Regions from separate parts of the Mus musculus genome. Here all the other regions are linked to region 1. Evidence: chromatin contacts called from public Hi-C and HiChIP or PLAC-seq data. All regions are on one chromosome and are shown on one strand. The core of a region is the stretch at or near the end of the contact, and the rest is flanking DNA. Distances in the headings are between cores, read along the strand shown. Region 1 holds the start of Chchd3 (coiled-coil-helix-coiled-coil-helix domain containing 3). Region 2 has its middle 49 kb from the start of Gm32007. Region 3 overlaps Exoc4 (exocyst complex component 4). Region 4 has its middle 120 kb from the start of Gm32007. Region 5 overlaps Chchd3 (coiled-coil-helix-coiled-coil-helix domain containing 3).

Region 1 (2,665 bases), core at 96-2,595:
CCACAGCAGGCAAAGGGCTCTATCACTAGTAGAGTGAGAATTGCTGGTCACAGACTCAAAAACTCAGTTCAACAGTCTGGGGTTTCTAATCAATAAAACTTTAATAAGTTCTTTTCAAAGTAACAAATTTCAAAGGAAAAAGTTTTCAAGCAGTTGAAATGTTTTTAAGTTTTTATTTCCTTGTAACTCTTACATAGTTAATTAAGAGTAGTTGTGTAAAAGCAGTAGACAGAAAATATAAAGTACTCTAAAACCTTCTGAAGTCATAGTGCTCTATTTACTAGATACAAGTAAGTGTACTTCCCAAAGCATGAAGCTCCAAAGTCGAGGCAAAGGAGAATATTAAAGTTGTTAGTGTGTATACTAACGCCCTAGAGGAAATTCAAGTTTTCAGTTCATGTATCAAGTACATGCAGAGGGCATTTAATAAGTCTCTATAACGATCCCTTAGAAGTTGTCTCAGTTCTACAACCTTGAAGGCCTGCAAACCGACCTCCGCCCCTAGCAGGCTGGCAGTTATAGGCCTGTATAGTCCAACTGGGTCAGGTTCATAACTTGGGCCAACAAACCACAGGGGAGGCGCCTGGGAAAACGAAATTATCAGGTGGAAGGGAAAGAGCCAGAAGCCAGAAATTAGCAGCAGGGTCAGGAATGACTTGAATGGTAATACCAGAAGAGGGGCAGGGAATAACAGAGGCAAAGAAGAGTAATCCTTAAAACACCAATTCACTCTGAGAAAGAACTGTGCGTGGAAAAGAAGGGCTTGGGTCCTGTACAGGAGGCACACGGACCAGCACAGTGAAGCAAGAGTTTTAATAAAGTCCTGCAACTAGTGAGCAAGGACGACCGTGGTGACCCGGCACCACCACCCCGGCACAGTGCATGGCTCCTGGCACACAACCAAGAACTTTCTCTGAATGGAGGTTCGGAGTCTTGAAACTACGAGCTTCTTCCCAGAGACCCAGACTTCTAGCGGGACAGCAGGGCGGGCCGAGAGCGGAGAAAGCAGGTGCAGCTGTCCCAGGCACATTTCAGCGTTGGGATCCGAGGTCAAAGGCTGCCCTCCGCCCGCCCACGGCACTCACCCGGATGCCCTTCACCACGGTGATGTTCTCGTTCTCGTCCGCCTCGAAGGTGACCCGGCGGGTGCTAGCGGTCCCGCCCATGGCTCCTGCTTCTGTCCCCGCAGAGTCTGGAGCGTGGACCTACGAGCACGTCAGGACCCACGCGCACACTTGCGCGTGAAAGCCCTGGACGCTTCTCTTGCAGGGCAGGAGCAAGGCCACGACCCCAAAAAAGAAGCAAGGAGAAGGCGCCGGTCCCAAAAGCCCGCCTCCTCCGGTCACGTGCCAGAAGTAGGCCGCTTCGGGTTAGCCCGAGAAGCAAACTGCCCGCCTCTTATCAGAAGGTGCACTAGGATTGGCTGGATTGGACCCGGATGCTATGGCAACAGGTGGTGCTTAATAGGGCTTCCGGAGCCTCTGAGAATAATGGGAATTGTAGTCTCGATCCGGAGCGATAGGTGCTGTGACAGGTCTCACTCCCTAAACTGTAAAGTGAACCGAGCATTCTGGGAGTTGTAGTCTTGACAGCCCTGAAGGCCTCCTTCTGGTCTACTTTCAAAAAAGTTGGTTCACCCAACCAGCTTGTTTTGCAGTTGACTCTAGAACCTTAGGTAAGTTAGGTAAATACAGGCTCTCAAAGCTAGATATGGAAGATGCACTCCCCTAAACAAACAACTTGTATATTCCAATTCACAAACCTGTAACAACTAAACTTAGCATTTTGCCACTTAGTCTTTTAAAGGGGCCGAGACTACATATGCCTATGTTCCTATCTTATGACTTTGGTATTTGTCAGTCTGTATGAAATGCAACTTTTAATGTAGGGCTTTCAAATCTACATGCAAAAATGCACAGGAAAAATTATTTACACAAAGATACAGACAGAACACTGCTTCTCGTGTTTGTGTCTCTTATTCACTTACATAAGTTAGATCACAGGATGATTAGACAGAGGAAAATGGTCCGTTCATGGAGGAGTTATAGCAGCGTTAGACAAAGTAGAGATGATCTGTTTTGGAAAGTTTCTAGCTTGGTACTTTACCTCCAAGAAGTCTAAAAATGTTAGGATAACCACACACACAGTTTCAGTTTTGTTGTTATTTGGTTATTTGGTTGATTTTAGGGTTTTTTTGTTTTGCTTTTTTGTTTGTTTGTTTGTTTGTTTGCTGTCAAACACTGTTGCTAAAAGTACAGTATGATCTTAGATTTATGGAGCCAGAGAAATACCCTTTCATTTAGAAATTAGATGGATGGGACTACTGATGTAGCTCAGTTGTCTATGCAATGCCCCAGGCCTGAGCTATGTGAAGGAGGAGAAAAAACAAGAGGGAAGAAGAAGAGTGGGGCAGAAGGGGGATGGGAGGGGAGGGGACAGAACTAGCTGAACAAAAATACCTTTTTCAATTTGCCCTTCTCAACATTAAAAGACAGAGAATACAGCATACCATGGCATCCTCCTAGGCCAAAGGGATCCACAATGTTGAAGAAATATTTTTGAGCTTCAGTTATTTGTCAGCATGTCAGAATCTGTAGCGCAAGACACTATGTCCCTCCCGCTGCTATATCCCAGCATATAGCAGCAGTGCCCTTCATCTCATTGT
Region 2 (2,665 bases), core at 95-2,594, 350 kb before region 1:
GTTGATTTTTCAACTCCACTCTAATCTCTGAGACTGCCCTTCTATTGGTGAAACAATAGATATATAGGTATATAGCCAAAATAAAGCCACTCTGGATAAGAGGGTACACTTTGGATCATGGAGACTGTACTCTTATGTAGATATATGTGTGAATATAAATACATGTATTGTGTGTGTGTGTGTGTGTGTGTGTGTTTCACATTTTAGTTAAAAAGTTGGCAAGAAACACTTGCAGTATTTGTTCCTGGGTGGTGGCAAATAATATTTTTATTTTTGTGTGCTTTTTTTTTGTCTTGTTCAATCTTTCTCAGAAAAAGATACTGTGATGCAACATGCAAATGTGTTGTTCTCTTTTTAAAAGGGAAAGCTCAAACCTCTCTGAAAGAATTCATCGCTGACCTAAACACTGACCGTTAATCACCAGGGCCCTCAGCAGCGCTGGACTGACTTGGCTGATGGCTGCCTGCTCTATCATCACCCAGGAAATCCAGACAGTGGAGATGGAGCGCAGACAGACCAGGTGAAACTGAAAGGCCAACTTACAAATCAGACACGCTTTCATCCCTGGCACAGAGCTGCGTGGGGGATGGGAGAGGAGCCCTGGGAGCCCTGCCGTGTGCAGTGTGTATATGGTGATATAGTCATGGTGACTTGAGCATGGAAAGAGAGCTCTGGAAGGACTTGGTAAGTGTTCAGCCTTTACAGAACTACAGCATGTACACCAACACACTGGTGGGAGATAAAGCACACTTGACCCAAGTTAACCAGTTCCCTCTCTTCGTTTACACATAGGAGTTTAGCATTCCCACACTAACCCTGGCCATCAGACCCACAACTCCCAGAACCTGGACTGCCTGTCTTGCTGTGATTGCTTCCCTCTCCTAACCCCTCACCCCATCTCTAACCCCATCTCCTAACCCCACCCAACGGCTAGCATAATTCAGTAAGTAAACCCAACCAACATCCTACCTCAGATAAAAGTTGCTGTTGTCTGAGTGTTAACAAGTCAGAGCACCAAGTTTTTATTGCTACCTTTCCAGCTCCCCCCACCCCTGCCCCCGACCTTTGGGCAGTCAGCTATTTACTTTGTGATTCAATTTCCCCAAAAGAGAAAGAGTTTATTTCAAGAGAAAAACCAAGAAGAGAAACACATCACCTATTAGGAATGTATATCTATCAATTCTACTAAGATTACATTTTTTTCCTTGGGATAAGGAAATAAATGGAGTACATAAATTATTCCTGCTCTCAGCCCCTCCCACCACACATCTAAGGGGTCAGACAGGCAGGTCCATGGGGCACTAAGATGACTAAGGCAGTGGGGGGCTGGGGTGATCCTGGAGTTGGGTGTGGCTCTTTCTACTTATCTTCAATGGCTTCTCCCTAGGGACATTGTGGTCTTAATGGAGGCTGCATTAGCTGAGCTGGTGATTCAATTAGTTCTAAATGCTCCTGGACTGAGAAGGAGGGATGGGAAGGTGGGGATTTGCTGACTCCTATTTGCCGGAAAGGGTTTCCCAAGACAATGGAGATGCAATTTGAATTCCCAAGCCCCCCACTCCTTTCTCCATTCAGGAGCCCCTGGGTCATCAACCCAAATGAGATCATGCTTGTGAAAGTACTTTGTAAAGTATTTTCATTACTCATCCCCTCTTAGGAGAAGGGCCCGCTGCCTTCTCTGGCCATCCTTTTGTATACAGATGAGGGGCTTCCCTGGGACAGAAGGACCAGGATGTTTTGAGGAGTGAAGGCCCAATTCCCAACTTTGAGGAATCCTGAACCATCGGAAATGTTGCTCCTCTGCATGGTAAGGGCAGGGACTCTTGTTTCCTACAGGAGCCTTATGTGGAGCCTCAGTTCCTAGCAAGTGCTGCTTGATAGCTAACAAGAAGGGTCAGGTAAAGGAATGTGGGACAGAGGGGAGAGCCAAAGAGGCCAAATGGTACAGAGATGAGGCTGCACATCCTTTAACTTTGTAGGAGAAAGTTGAATTGTCCTAGGGTCTGGAAATCACCCTGGAAGCTACCAGAGTTTTTTTGGTTTGGGGGTGTGGGGTTTTTTGTTTTGTTTTGTTTTCTTGCGGGAGTGGGGGGCAGCTTTAATCTACACCTTTGATCCCACCCCCTGCTGTGTAAAATGAGGAGTTAGCTTAGAAAGTGCCCCCAGGTCCAAGTTTAGCTGAATCTTAAAACTACCTGAGTTCTGAAATCATCACACCTCAGACACACACAGATTCGAATTTCATTGTTCTGGCTGTGCAGCCTGGATGTGAGTGGTTTTCATAGCAAACAAGTTCTCAAGATAAAAAAGATCCCATGCCTGGAAGACTGTTCAGTATACTGATTAAGAAAGTGCTTGCTGTGTAAGCATGAAGACCTGACTTCAGATCCCAAACACATTAAGAGCTGGTCATGTGACTCCAGAACTGTGGAGGGAGAATGGGGGATAGGCAGATCTGATCATGTGGCATTGCTAGCCAGACTAGCTAGTCTCATTTTACACACACACACACACACACACAACACACACACACACACACACACACACACACACAAAAACACTATTTTTGTGGTGTAAACCTGCCATGGCATATTTCAAGAAATGACTATCTGATGACCCCCACCCACTGAGCCCTAGTATTCTAATGTAATCCTTTTCTCTCATA
Region 3 (2,665 bases), core at 57-2,556, 340 kb after region 1:
TATCAAGGTTATTAATAGTTGGGTTGGAAAGACTGATAAAGGAGAAGCGGGTAGGATAATGACTTAATAAGTACAATAGTATTGAAACAATGGAGTCTTAGGCTATTAGGGAAAGAATTGACAGAAACATGGCTTTTTATGTTGTGTGATAATCAATTTTAATGATGTTTTCCTTGGACCTAAAATAATGAACCAAGTATAAAACTTCTTTGCAATAATGGTTTGAACATTATTTAAAATATTTCTTTAGGAAATTATCAGCCTTCCATTTGTTTATGAAATTTCCTTCCTTCCTTTTGTTAGTTAATTTATTTTATTGAGTATTAGAACCAACATTTTTGTATAATTTTAAATAATTTGAAATTTTAAAAAGTTAAGATACAATTTACCTTTAGTAAAATATCATTTTAGAAGATAGTATTAGTTTCTTTTAATATTTTAATATTCTCTCAATTATCAACACTTTCTAAAACTGGAATGTGTTTGTCATTCAGAAAGGAAGTTGGTCATCAACTGTCAATCACCATCACCAGTGTCTCCTTTTCCTTTTTCTCAACCTTTGGTAACCACCAACTTCCCTTTGACTCCATATATCTATTTTTTTCTCTATACTCTCTATAAATGAGATTGTTCATTACATTGCCTTTGTGTATTGGTCTATTATACAGTGTAAAGTTTTTAAGGGTCATTTGTGTAATAGCCTACCTATCTCAGTTCCAGTATTCTTACTGTTTCTTATATTTTTAATTTTATTAATTCTTTGAAGATTCCATGTAATGCATTTTGATTGTCATCATCCCCTCCACTCACCTCTCCACATTCCTTAACCATCCAAATTGGTTTAATACCTTTTTGACTTTTTAAACAGTTGGTTATAGTTGGTTCTGCACATATACTCTTGTGTATGTGGACTTCACTGGAATGTAATCACCCATTTGGTCATGTACCATTTAAGAAAAACACCTCACTTTTTATTAGCTATTAACTGCCAACATTTTTTTGTCGGTGGTGAGACTTTATGCTTACCTCCCTTCTTCATGCTGGATTTGTCTGGCCTGAGCCAGCTCAGGTCTTGTTTGTGCTAGCTCAATTGCTGAGAATTCATTGGTGCAACTTCTCTGTGGTGTTTGAAAGCCACTGTTTTCTTGCAGTCATCCACATTATGGGTCTTGTGATCCTTCCATACCTTTTTCTGCCACAACCCCTGAGCCTTAGGATTAGCACATGTGATCTAGATGCACCTTCAGCATGGAGCAGTCTCAGTTCCTCATTCTCTGCCCTTAGATCACGTGTGGGTCTCCGTGTTCATTACCATCTGCTGCAAAGGGAAACTTTCTCTGCTGAGAGTTGGCTCTTGCATCCATTTATGGGTTTAGCAATAAGTCAGTGGAAGCTGGCTCAACACTATCCATTTAGCAGAGTGATAGTAGTAGCTTCCCTTCTAGGGACTGTGACATGGCTAGCCACATGTTCTTGGCCTTAACTTCAATTGGAAAATGGAGAGTACTCCAGTGGCATTCTGGCTACTGTTGTACCAGTGGGCCTGTCCTGTCAGGCCAGTCATTGTAGTGACAGGGCTCACAGCTAGGTAAGATTGTCGATTCATTTTATCCTCTTGTACTGTACACAGCACCTTCTCGCACTATGAACTCTCGCCAGTGGGGGTGAAGCTTCCCACTCAGCACCAGCTTGAATTCCCTCGTTCTGTCACTCCAGCAAACAGTGTTTTCAGCAGTGTGGGCTTACTGACACATTGTGAAGGATAACCAAAAGCATTGGCTAGAGCCTATAATATTGTGTGGGATGGGTGTATTGATGGGACTTCACTTGCCAACAACGCCAAAGGAAGTAACCCTTCATTGCATTGGCTTTTTAATTTGGCATCTTGTGATGTCTAATAGATGCTTTGTTGCCCTGATAAAGGGTAATTCCATTCAAACTGTTTTTATATGTGTGTTTAATTTATTCTTTTATTTACACATTTACCTATCTACTTAGTGTATGTACACAGTAAATGACATGTGTGTCATAGCACATGAGGTGAGAGGACTACTTGGAGGAAATGGCTCCTTCCTTCAGCTCTGGGTTATGGGGCCAAAGTCAGGTTGGCAGCTTTGTTGGTGAGTGCCTTTATCTACTGAGCCATCCCATGGAACTTTGCATTTAACTTTTTGAAGAAACTACCTGTTTCTTAAGTTAGCCCTACTATTTTATATTCTTTCCATTTTGTTCATATTATTTGAAATCTGAAAGACATATTACAGAAAAATGATTTTTTAAACCAGTCTCCTTGGACCTCATGCATGGTAGATTGAATTATTATGTGAAGCTCTGGAAAGTCATGGGATTTTAGAGCTAAAGAGTTGTGACAAGTCCGTCTTTCTAGTCTTGTGCATTTTGTTTGCTGTATTTGCTCTGTCTAGTGCGGTGCTGTAAATAGTAGGTGCTTAGTACATGTTTCTCAATTAGTGAATCCAGTTACTCTGCCATACCTCCTCCATAAAGGGAAATAGTGCCTAGAGAAGTGAGGTGACGTCCTAACAGTCATTCAGAGGCTAAAGGGCCACGCAGTCTACCATTCTCTTCCCCCTGTCTTTGCCTTTAGTCAGTGTTAGCTCCCGGTTCTTCCTGACCCCTTGGTCTTTGATGACCTGGTACAAGGCTG
Region 4 (2,665 bases), core at 123-2,622, 280 kb before region 1:
TTCCCATCGTTTTTCCCTGTTGCCTTCTTTGTCTAGCTTCTGTCTTCAGGATCACAACGTGGCCACCGAAGCACAGATCTTGTATACTCACGCTGTGATGTCTGTGGCCACGAGAGGAAATAGACTCCAACCTCATTCACACCTCTTTTTTTTTTTTTTAACATTTCCAGAAACATGAGGCAGACTTCCCTCCCTCCTCATTGGCTAGCATAATATCACATGCACGGCCCCAAGCCAATCACTGGCAAGGGAAGTAGAATTACCATTTTGGCTTAGAATCGTAATGAAGATTCTTTGCTGGGTTGGGGAAAGGTGGTTGCTTCCTAAGAGACTTAGTCACCCTCACAAACTCAAGATCTGTCAGGAGGGAAAGTGTTAACTTTTAGGGAGGTGACAATGAACAGTATTTATTGCACCCTGCAGCGAGAGATTATGGAAAGAACCGGAAGAGCTTGGCCCTTCACCCCACCCCCTACAGATTTATAGAGATTTCCCTGTAGGATATTATAGACTGCCTGTAACCTTTTTAGTGCCCTGTAATCCTCACATAGGACATTATTTATGTGTCTTCAAGCTGTCTATAAAACAAAGGATTGGCTTATGTTCTCGTGACTCTAAAAGGCTGTCAGGGCCAAATAGATTGTTCTAGAAGTCTGGGGGCATTAGAGGGTGAAGGAGAAATCCATGGACAGCCAGGCTCGGGCAACAGGAAGATGGTGGCATTTTGGGCAACAGAATGTTCCAAGAGTAAGGAATAGGTTGGGGAGGTTTGAAGGCTAGGTACAAATAATTAGCAGTTCAGGACAACTTGAGATTGTGGTCACAATTACGCAGGAAAAATGTATAGATTTATGGGACTTCGATTTCTTTCTTTTCGTCCTTCTTCCTCCGTCCCTCCGTCCCTCCCTCCGTCCCTCCCTCCTTCCCTTCCTTCCTTCCTTCCTTCCTTCTGAAGGCAGGTGGCCGAAGCTGCGCTGGTGATATTTCACGCAGCCCTACTCGGGGCTGCTTTGTATCTGTGTTATTGAGCAGCCTAGCTTCGAAAACCAATACACCAGTAACAAATTGCTAGAGTAGAGGCGGAAAATTCCAGCCCAACTGCTACATTCCTTCCCATCTTTCACCTCAGAAGACCTTGAGAACCTAGCAGGCACGTGGCCCTGAGAGCTTTATTTAGCACGGCTGGGCTCTGGGCCCGGTACCCCAGTGGCCCACCTGGGGCCCGCTGAGTGGCTGCACCTGGGACACCCTCCGGTGGCAGACACAGTGGGCGCACAGCTCAGCCGCCTCTCAGTCTCTGGCTTCCTGGGTGGCAGGAGGAGGGAGGGAGCTCCACGCAGTCGCACAGATGTCTTGGAACTCAAGGGAAGTAAAAAAAGGAAGTAGGGAAATTGTCTGACAGACCCCAACGAGCAAAATTAGCATCAGCCACAGGCTGGAGGCTCTGCAGTCATTTTCCCTCTGCCTGAAACCTCAGGAAGTTTGCTGCAGCACTCATGACAGAGGGTAAGGTGAGGAAGAGTAGGGGCTTCGATTGGTTCGGCCCACAGAATTATACTCTACAAACGCGTACTAGACAAGAGGTGGGGGGCAGGGGAGCGGCGTTTAAGCAATTGGAACTCTCAAGGGCTATAGAATAGAACCAGGCTGGGCTGCGCAAAAGGGGACTTTGAAAGTAGGTGGGAGAAAGCCTTCTGCAGAGGGAAGGATTAAGGTCCAGTTTACGAGCTGTGAGACTCTGAACAAATTATGTAAACTCCAAGCCCCAGTTTCCCTATCTGAAAATGGGAATAATAGGATTACTGGGACGGGAGGTGGTGGACATAAATATTCTGTGCAGAGAGATGGCTTGGAGCAGGGCTTACTGAAATTGTCATCGAGTGTGGCAATCCTTGATGTAGGAACAACCCAAACTTGTGCATATTTATTTTCAATCCTTGTTATCATAAAATGTAAGCTGTAAATATGAATCTCAACAAATTATTAGAAATTAAATATACCAGCCAGGCATGGAAATGCATGTCTGTGACCTTGGCTATTCGGGAGGCTGGGCAGGGGGGAGGGAATTGCTCACACTCATAAAATCCAGACGTTCCAAGACAGCCCTAGAGAGTAGTGAGACCTCAAGCAAACAGACTGAGTACTCAAAGACTTGAACCATCAGCAGGACCTGGAGCCCCATCCCCTTACTCCCATGGATGGAAACTGCACACACACAGTAAGGTCATTGCTATTCATTAGTGATGATTTTTGGTTTTGAAATAGAGTTGCTACAAAAGCATCCTTTACCCACACTACCCACAAATCTACAGAGTTTGTCTTTTCTTTGGGGGGGGGGGCATCTCACATAGCCCAGGCTTTAGCTGTGTAGCCAAGGGTAAGAAACTTTAGATCCTCTGGCCTTCATGCCCAAAGTGCTGGATTACAGGTGTGCATCACTAGGTTTCATACGGTGCTACGGCTCAAACCCAGAGCCTAAAGCATATTAGTAAGTACTCTACCAATCGAGCTCTGTTCTCAGCTCCAGCAGTGGACTTGTGTTCAACAGCATCGTCTGTGTGTATGTGTGTAGCCATAGTCCACCCATTTGTATTACTGTGCGTGACTGTATAATATTCCATACACCTCGGTCTTCCTACCCTTCCAGTTTCTATTTGCAAGCTAG
Region 5 (2,665 bases), core at 61-2,560, 260 kb before region 1:
CCCTAAAGAATGAAGGAGAAGCTTTGCAAGCTATATTAAAAACCCTGCTGCTTTCATTTAAGGAAATGCTAACACTTAATCTTAATGTGGAGAAAGAAATTCCTCATTCACATAGTTGGGTCTGCAGAAACGCCTTCTGTAAACAGCTGCGTAAATTACCAAAAGGAGTGAATGGTTCAGGAACCAACACTGCTCTTTTCTGATAGCTCTTTCAGTTCCAGCCACTGATGAACTCACTCTGTCAAACAGGAACAGTGCCCCGGAGACCTACGACAGTATGTCATTTCCACTTATTAAAATGATTTCAAGCACTTTTCTCAAATATTTTTGTTCCACAGCCATCTCCAGTTTCTGAATCTCCGCTTTCTTACAGAGGCTGACTAGCAGTGGACAGCCACTGGCTGTCTCAGTAGATTTACAAGCAACCCGGTATTGCTAAGCAATCATTACCCAGAGAATGGGATTTAAAAAGAGACCACCAAGAGCTAGCTAGCATCTCCCCAAGCTTTCAGACTCAGTAGAATTAGGTGTGGGCAGGAGGACTAACATAGCAGCAGGTCCCCAGTCAGGCACAGCCTCAGGACTGAGTTTTCACTTAGGCGAGCTAGGGCTGACCTGTGATGGGGAAAGTCAATGAGAGGACGGTGGGGGAGAGAGGAAGAACGTCCTCCAGGTTAGCTTCCGAAGCACTGTTGCCTGCCAGCTGGGTGGCCTGAGTAGTTTTGGATTTGGTATGCTCCCTCCAGTCAGGGTTGTGCTTTCTGCTGTTGTAGGAGACACCAGTCAACTTTCCCTGGATCTCATTTCATATCATCCATGTCTCTGTGTGACATTCAAATTAACTTACAAGCAATTAACTGTTTATACAACTTGCCACAGAAGTAGACAAAACAGTGAGACTACAGCTCAAACTTTTAGAAAAGGAGCCCTGGGAAATACCTATTAAGAAAAATGAAAATCCATGGTAATATTTCTTATATCAAATTCAACTTTTTTAAAAAAGGGAAAATGCCGTAAAGCAAAGTATTTCTCTCAGAAAGAGTGAGAAACAGATCCCTAGGATGGGTAGGGCTGGGGCTGGGGGGGGGGGGGGGACACACGACAGACACAACTTGCTCTGACAGCTTCAAACTCGATGAGCCTCCGCCCCACAGGAGGAGCAAGACCACCTGTGTGCAGCCATCCAGCCACTAAGAAACAATAGAGAAGTCAGGGAACAATAAAAACCTGTGGCCAGAGGCCTTCCCACAGGCTGCCCTTGATTTGCCATTGTGCTTTCTGTTATACTAGATGGGCTTCTCAGCCAAGGAGATTCTGGGGATCTGACTGTCACTGTGGAGGGTGTTAGCCCGGAGACAGGCTCAGGGCTCGTTTGGCACCTGCTGTGAGTGCTGCGGGGACTCCCCCAGGATGACCTTCTGCTTTGGAGGTCACAAGATGGAAAGCACTTTTACTGGAGTGGTTTCTGCCTTCTCCCAAGCTCAGTTTAGATGCATCCTAGGGACAGTGAGTTTAGATGTATCCTAGGGACAGTGAGTTTAGATGCATTCCACGGACAGTGAGTTTAGACTTCTAGGTAGCCTGGACAGGTAGCTTGTGACAGTGGCATGCCTTGTCATGAAGAGAACCAGACAGACCCTGCAGAATTTGGTGCAAGTTTGGGGTGCTTGAGCCCCACTTCTAATCTTCCAGTTCAGAATCCTTAAGGGGAAGGTTGGCCATGCACAATTTATAAATTTCAGAGCCCGTGAGGTTCACACATGTCTGTGCCCTCCTGGGTTTGAAATTCAGAGCAGGTAATGAGCTCTGCTATGTATGGTTCATTCCTACTCTGGAACTGTGCTAAGGAAAAGATAGGGGTGGGGTTGATGATTTCCAAGTCCTCCAGCTCCAAGAGTCCGGTCAACATGTCACCGGGAACTCATCGGCACACAGCCACAAACAGCCCGCTCCGGCATTAAGTATTTTTCCCGTGCAAGAGCCGGGATTTCCAAGTAACAGATATTCCTGTTTCCAGAACCTTTTCAGGCTCAATACGAGGGGAATACTTTGAAGCCTAGCTGAACACAAATCCAAATTACAGGGGAGGTAAAATACAGTGTCCTTGACAGATTTTTCCTAGACAAATTCCTCCATACATGATAATCTTGGAGTCTTCTATTTTGGAAATAACCAATACCGGAGATTTCGTTCATAGTTTAGAAATGAGAGGACTATGGACATTAGTTTTGGGAAGTGTAATTTTGGGATCTAGCTAGCTTCACTGGTCAAGGTCTTGACTTGGCATTCTCTCAGTAGTCAGGCACTCTGATCTTTACAGTTTAGCACAAGATCAAGTCTCAACGGAAAAGCTGCTTGGCTACCAGCCTACTGCCCATGCTATAACTTAAGTTTCAGTCCTGGTTTTGTCACCCTGCACTCTTATTGCATCTTCAAAGTCCCTCACCTTCCATGGACTATACCTCATAGACTGTGAGGCATCACAGTACACTAGGAGCCCAGAGCGGGCTACGGCACTTGCATTTTGTAATGGAGTTCATGAGCTGGCAGGTGGCTGGCTTTGGGGTAGCTGTTTTTTACTTTACTGTCTCTGGAGAAACCGCAAACTATTTCCAGCCTCTCCTGGTCATCAGATCACCATGCCTGTTAGGAATGTGAACTTGAG

Evidence for each region. HiChIP or PLAC-seq counts read pairs in DNA pulled down with a chosen protein or histone mark. A called contact is a pair of places that touch in the nucleus more often than the background predicts.
Region 2: a CTCF HiChIP or PLAC-seq map of the NIH/3T3 cell line shows a contact between it and region 1, with 6 read pairs. The contact joins the enhancer-like site here to the promoter of Chchd3 in region 1. A contact is called at or near these places in 2 of 39 promoter capture datasets (both in the 3T3-L1 cell line), 1 of 15 datasets of contacts at CTCF or cohesin (the NIH/3T3 cell line), 1 of 484 Hi-C or Micro-C datasets (the N1E-115 cell line) and 1 of 115 datasets of contacts at active chromatin or transcription factors (forebrain).
Region 3: a Hi-C map of myeloid progenitors shows a contact between it and region 1, with 4 times the contacts expected there. The contact joins the enhancer-like site here to the promoter of Chchd3 in region 1. A contact is called at or near these places in 3 of 39 promoter capture datasets (hippocampal neurons, liver and pre-B cells), 6 of 484 Hi-C or Micro-C datasets (cerebral cortex, cortical neurons, myeloid progenitors and 2 more) and 1 of 115 datasets of contacts at active chromatin or transcription factors (bone marrow-derived macrophages).
Region 4: a contact with region 1 is called in a Hi-C map of bone marrow-derived macrophages, with 20 read pairs. The contact joins the enhancer-like site here to the promoter of Chchd3 in region 1. A contact is called at or near these places in 2 of 39 promoter capture datasets (3T3-L1-derived adipocytes and liver), 2 of 484 Hi-C or Micro-C datasets (both in bone marrow-derived macrophages) and 2 of 115 datasets of contacts at active chromatin or transcription factors (bone marrow-derived macrophages and embryonic stem cells).
Region 5: an H3K27ac HiChIP or PLAC-seq map of embryonic stem cells shows a contact between it and region 1, with 2.1 times the contacts expected there. The contact joins the enhancer-like site here to the promoter of Chchd3 in region 1. A contact is called at or near these places in 5 of 39 promoter capture datasets (the 3T3-L1 cell line, the C10 cell line, liver and 1 more), 2 of 484 Hi-C or Micro-C datasets (bone marrow-derived macrophages and embryonic fibroblasts), 3 of 115 datasets of contacts at active chromatin or transcription factors (the 230-238 cell line, bone marrow-derived macrophages and embryonic stem cells) and 3 of 9 other capture datasets (liver, macrophages and pancreatic islet).

The regions. Positions count from the first base shown.
Region 1 is chr6:33,058,915-33,061,579 of GRCm38.p6, forward strand. Chchd3 (coiled-coil-helix-coiled-coil-helix domain containing 3) reads right to left here and starts at 1,346. Exons shown (of 8, transcript NM_025336.2): 1 at 1,086-1,346. The coding sequence starts at 1,166.
Region 2 is chr6:32,705,212-32,707,876 of GRCm38.p6, forward strand. No RefSeq gene overlaps it. Among named protein-coding and RNA genes, the nearest start is that of Gm32007, 49 kb to the left of the region's middle. Within about 2 kb of position 1,345, at least 13 of the 459 cell types and tissues checked have an H3K27ac peak or open chromatin away from gene starts, as enhancers often do. A contact at or near this core is called in the N1E-115 cell line and the NIH/3T3 cell line, where this site is marked.
Region 3 is chr6:33,400,070-33,402,734 of GRCm38.p6, forward strand. All of the region lies in intron 7 of Exoc4 (exocyst complex component 4), which reads left to right. Among named protein-coding and RNA genes, the nearest start is that of Gm38785, 41 kb to the right of the region's middle. Within about 2 kb of position 1,307, at least 20 of the 459 cell types and tissues checked have an H3K27ac peak or open chromatin away from gene starts, as enhancers often do. A contact at or near this core is called in bone marrow-derived macrophages and myeloid progenitors, where this site is marked.
Region 4 is chr6:32,779,524-32,782,188 of GRCm38.p6, forward strand. No RefSeq gene overlaps it. Among named protein-coding and RNA genes, the nearest start is that of Gm32007, 120 kb to the left of the region's middle. Within about 2 kb of position 1,373, at least 48 of the 459 cell types and tissues checked have an H3K27ac peak or open chromatin away from gene starts, as enhancers often do. A contact at or near this core is called in bone marrow-derived macrophages, where this site is marked.
Region 5 is chr6:32,796,386-32,799,050 of GRCm38.p6, forward strand. The region is part of intron 7 of Chchd3 (coiled-coil-helix-coiled-coil-helix domain containing 3); the gene reads right to left. Among named protein-coding and RNA genes, the nearest start is that of Gm32007, 140 kb to the left of the region's middle. Within about 2 kb of position 1,311, at least 37 of the 459 cell types and tissues checked have an H3K27ac peak or open chromatin away from gene starts, as enhancers often do. A contact at or near this core is called in embryonic stem cells, where this site is marked.